Linked DNA regions of Zea mays: region 1 is linked to region 2. Evidence: chromatin contacts called from public Hi-C data. All regions are on one chromosome and are shown on one strand. The core of a region is the stretch at or near the end of the contact, and the rest is flanking DNA. Distances in the headings are between cores, read along the strand shown. Region 1 holds the start of LOC100280431. Region 2 holds the start of LOC100274843.

Region 1 (2,700 bases), core at 116-2,615, 200 kb before region 2:
CATCGTCCACGAATCCGGCGAACCGCGCCATGGTGTATAGGCTGCCGGTTGTGTCGAGGATGTCGACGTAGAGGAAGGTGAAGAGCGCCTCCCAGAAGTAGCCCTGGCCGATGCCGCTGAAGTCGAGCGCGCCGGCCGTGGACCGAATCCGGTGCACGTCGAACACCTTCTTGAAGTAGTGGAAGCTGTCGTCGCCGGCGGGCGTGTCCGGGAACGCGGTGACGGCGGTGTGGCGCGGCCAGGACACGAAGGTCACGAACAGGATGCCGTAGATCAGAGCGCCCTTAACGCGCTTGATGAGGCAGAAGGCGATGATGAGGAACCCCACGACGGCCAGCCAGAACGTCGGGGAGGTCATTCGCCCCGAGAGGCAGAGTATGCCGCCGGAAACGGTGCCACCCGGCATCAGCGCCACCGTGCCGTTGGGGAACGTCAGCACTGGCGCCACAGACGCGCGCTGCGACGCTGGGCACGCACCCAGAGTGACCAGCGTCGACGAGCTGAACCCCACGAGCCCCACGCCCTCGTTGCTCTGCAGCCCGATGAACGCCAGGAATAGCCCGATCCCCGCGGACGCCGAGATCCGCACAGGTGTGGGGATGAACTGCGCGAGCTTGGACCGCAAGCCCACGATGGAGATAAAGAGGAAGATGAGGCCCTCGAGGAAGACCGCCGCGAGCGCCGTGCGGTAGGGGAGCGTGCCGGAGCCGTGGAAGCCGACAACCGTGTAGGCGAAGTAGGCGTTGGTGCCCATCCCGGGTGCTAGCGCGATGGGGAGGTTGGCGAAGGCGCCCATGATGAAGGACCCGATCACGGACGACGCCGCGGTGGCCACGATCAGGTCCCGGCGGACGCGCGCCACGCAAGCGGCGTACCCGGGGTCCACGGGCGGGAACTTGCACCCTGGGGACGGCACGTCGCAGTCGTCCACCGTGCACGTGGCGCCGGAGTCGGAGAGGATGGATGCGTTGACGGCGAGGATGTAAGCCATGGTGAGGAACGTGGCCGTGCCGGCACGCAGCTCCGTGGTGAACGTAGTCCCGCGCGCTGCGAGGCGGAACCGTCGCCCCACCCATGACCGCTCCACCGCCGCGTTCAGCTGACCCAGCTTCGTCGTGGTCGTGGCCGTGGCCGATGCTGACGCCGCAGCGTGCTCCCCGCTGCTTGTACTCGGGATGATAGAGAGGGCCATGACGGCGCGTATAGGGTGTGTGTGTGCGTGGAGCGCGTGCGTTTGGGATCTTTTTAACGAGGTGATGTGGGTGCACCGTGGGCGTGGGGAGTCAAAGGCTGAGGTAGTAGTACAGTCAGGTGAGAGGAAAATATCAAAGAAATTTCCGAATAAAAAACTTTATATTATTATTTATATAATGTTTGGGATCTTCTTATCTGTTTTGTTTTTTGTTTCGGTGTCTGAATGATGTGGGCAGCCAAAGACCAAGCATCGTGCTTGGTTATCCTTTTCGCTACTACTATGAATATGAATTGGGTGAAAGCCTCTGCGATTGGACATGAAGGAACTTTTTGGTTTTGGCTTTATTGGGGTTTGTTGGGAGAATTTGGGAGATCTTTTTGGACTTGTTGAGGTGATTGATTGCGTGATTTAAACCAACACGAGACTTTTTTATGGATGTGAGCTTTGGCTTAATGATTTGAGTGGAGACAATATAGTGTTTTCTACAAGAAGGTTATATATATTGTATATTATGAGTCTCGTGTTTTTAATAACTAGAGGAATCTCCACCTCAAGCAAACCTAGGCTCCAGGTCGTCTATAAAACATAGCAGAGACTACTAGAGATTAGGGTTTCAACTGTGGCAGTTGAGCGAGGCACAAGCGAGTGGTATGGTTCGACGACGGCGGTGCAAGCGCCAAACACCTGACGGTGGGCCGGTGGCTACGGGCCAACGTGAGTGTGAGGCTTGTCGTTCGGCGCGACATCAAGGCTCGGTTGCGAGCTGTGGCGGCAGCGCGACAATGCAGGTTTGACCGCGGCACGGGCAAGCGTGTAGTAACCGGTGGTGAGCGCTGAGTCAGGCCTCTGGTGGCTACAGGCGTAGCTAGTCATGCCCTGGCGGCTCAACAAGGACGTGGTGGGTCGATCTAGCGAGAGAGGCATCCCTTGGCGACCGGATCCCCTGGTGGCTCGATAAGGAGGTGGCGTGTCACCTATTTCAAGATTGATCTAGGCTAAGCACGCTTAACCTAGAGGTTCTTTCGAGACAGACTTTCGAAAAAAAGATGCACCTTATTTGTATGAGTACTCTACTAATTCTATTGAGTCTTAGACCAAGATATCACATAATCCACATGGGCCAGGATATGACAATCCCCCTTAGAAGACCAACGTCCTCGTCGGTCAACCCCAACCCAGAAACCTCCCCCTCTTGGCCATGTATGTGTGTCAAGTGTCGTCATATACCATGCGATGTGACCACTCTGTCCCACATGCATGATGCACCATATGCCTGAACTCCTAGCTCACACATGCTCGTGAAACCGCGAGGGACGACTATGATACCATTTGAAAAACTCCGTCCACTTCCGGACTGATGGTACTTACTCCTCACAGCCCTCTAGGATCATAGACCATTAACACAAATCAACACAAGTCTTTTGTGTGCACTTTGTCCTCACTCATGCGCACCCGAGAAGACTTTATGGTCGCTCACCCATCCTAAGATTGTTCTACGCCAAGCA
Region 2 (2,700 bases), core at 157-2,656:
TGAACTTTGTGGTCCACCACCAGCGCATCGTCAACTCGATCGATCGAATTGGAGGACTAGGTCGATTAGTTTAATTTGCAGGGCAATTCTTGATTGCCTGAACTACTGCTTGCTCCACCGCGTGCGCGTCGATGATGAGGCCCCCATCTACTACTACTTCCTGGAATGACAACAAACAAAGCAGCAAATAAACCAAGAGAGATTAAAGAAGCAAGACAAAGAAGTGATTAAATCATGCATGCGTACTACCGCGTTTGCGGCGGTACGCGCGGTGTAATAATGTGTACTCGTTCGCAGTCGCATCGCACCTCTCCTACAGCTTCTAGCCGAAAGGAACCAGCGCAGGTAGCCCTAGCCTCGAGCACCGTGAGTCCGATGTCGTCGAAGGCCTCGAGGACGGAAGCGAGTAGCCCGGCCGGCGGCGGGCCGCAGCTCTCGTCCATGAACACACTGACGAGGAAACGGCCCTTCTTGTCCAGCAGGACTCCCACACTCACCGACGACGACGACGGTTGTTGTTGGCAGACACCAGTAGTGGCGTGCTGCGGAGACGACGATGCCATCTCTTGGCTTAGCTTCGCGATCTTCTGCTTTAGTTCCTTGATGTACGATGACGCGTCCGCTATTATCGACACTTTATCCCCCTGCGTGACACACACGTACGTGTTGCATATAACTTGACAGCATCGGAATGGTCTGAAAGGTGAATGGTACGTAGATATACACACACAGCATGACTGATATGTGAATAATATTGGTACGAAAGCATCTGTTCTTTCAGAGAAAACATACGCAAGGCATGAATGGCTGTGTGGATAAACAAACTGATGAAATGATGAATGTAAACGACGATCATTGCCTCATACGTGAAAGAAAACAACAACTGAAGGAAAAACAGTTAACCGTGCATGACACACTAGCTATTATTAGCTTGAGATTCTTTCACCTACATAACTAGCTAGAGCACGATGAGTGTTCTTTCAGAGAGAGAGAGAGAGAGAGAGAGAAAACGAGAATTCGTGTTCACGTACATAACAAGAGGTCGATGGATGAGTAATCATCAAGAAGAAGAATGAACAACATGTGAAAGAGAAAAGGAGATGACGACAGTTACCGCATGAGAGTGAGTAACGCTGCGGAGAATCTTGAGCTTCTCATGCAAAGCTCCTCGCTTATTCTGCTCCTTGGAAACCATCACCCTCGGCCTCTCCAGTTTGCCTCTCTCTCTCTCTCTCTCTCTCTCTCTCTCTCTCTCTATCTGCGATGTTGCCCGCTCTCTCTGCTTTCTGAGTCTCCTCTTGCGGCGAGCACAGCTATATATATATAGAGGCATTTGTCCGCACAAGAACCCTGGGACTGGGAGGACGTACGGAGAGACGCGGTTATGCATGGGAGTCGCGTTTACAGTCGCAAAGTCTAACGAAAATGGCTGCACTTAATGTAGGCACAGTTTTGTAACAAAAACTAATATTTTTACCATTAGCAACACGTACGGTTCAGGATTAATCAAGGAAAAAAATAAAATAAACGAGAGCCTGGTTAATTAGACGAGGAAAGATATATAAGCGCGTGGTGGCCGATCGATGCACATTATATTCCTAGCTAGCTCCACATGAGGCCAGGCCAATGCAAGTCTCGGTCTGCAAGGCACTCGCGCTCTTTACTCTCGTAATAACCAGAATGCTTGGGGCTCATTCACACACACACAAGCACACGAAAAAGTACAAAGGAATGTACTTTTTCGTCACATGACCTCTGACCGAACCACACACTGCACAGGATGGTTACAAAACATCGAATTCCCGCCCCTGATCGTGTCCATAAACAAATGGCTCCTACATTCTCTGCCACCATTATTACTATACTATATGCCAATAATAATGCAGTGTACATGCCATATGACCAAAGCATATGACAAGAGGGGTTGGGGCGAGGCACACACGGGCACGGCCACCACATCATCATCATGCATATGTACATACACCACCCGGCCTGTGCATTGATCACTACGTACTACATACTGTGCAGAGCTCCCAGCTTTCCAGCTCCCCTGCAGATTATCTCGATCGCTAGCTCTTTCATTAGCGTTGGTGTTAGAATCAAGTATATACATATTCTGTCAGTCTCATCATGCATGCGCATATATACATACATAGAGCGTTGATTGCTAATGAAGTACAGGAAGGAAACAAAGCTTGCAGCATCACGCACGTCCGTCCGCTAGCGACCGAGCTCTGCTGCCACCACGAAGAAGCCTCCATATACGTTTTCCCAGCTGGACACACACACACACGCATGCATGCATGCGTACACGAGGGGAGAGCATATATCAGCAGCATGCACATGTATGTATGTATACATACAAGCTAGCGTACGCGCGCGCCCGGAATAAGGCTCGCGGGAGAGGCCGCCCTCGTGAGCGCGCAGCTTTGGCGCCATCCCTCCCGTGCTCGCATACTACAGGCCTCCCGTGATCAGCCAGGCCAGAGCACCGCCCCACGGCCGCCAGAGCCCATGCACGCCGGCCGCGAGCCGCCCGTTGCTAGGTCAGGTGGCTGGCTCTGGCTCCATCATCAGGGTGAGGGTCGCATCTGCCTGCCTGCATGCGACCACACGCTCGCTCGCGCGGCGTATGCACGATGTCTCGAACCCGCAGCCCGGCCTCGATCACGGTTCGCGTCCAGTGTGGCCAACAGCACT

Evidence for each region. Hi-C and Micro-C count contacts between places; a contact is called where the count stands out from the background.
Region 1: a Hi-C map of ear shows a contact between it and region 2, with 2.5 times the contacts expected there. The contact joins the promoter of LOC100280431 here to the promoter of LOC100274843 in region 2. A contact is called at or near these places in 7 of 25 Hi-C or Micro-C datasets (bundle sheath, ear, endosperm and 3 more).

The regions. Positions count from the first base shown.
Region 1 is chr6:153,336,987-153,339,686 of Zm-B73-REFERENCE-NAM-5.0, reverse strand. LOC100280431 reads right to left here and starts at 1,365. Exons shown (of 1, transcript NM_001153353.2): 1 at 1-1,365. The coding sequence starts at 1,192.
Region 2 is chr6:153,134,825-153,137,524 of Zm-B73-REFERENCE-NAM-5.0, reverse strand. It overlaps LOC100274843, which reads right to left and starts at 1,406. Exons shown (of 3, transcript XM_008649395.4): 1 at 1,115-1,406; 2 at 309-644; 3 at 1-160. The coding sequence starts at 1,390. The coding sequence ends at 71.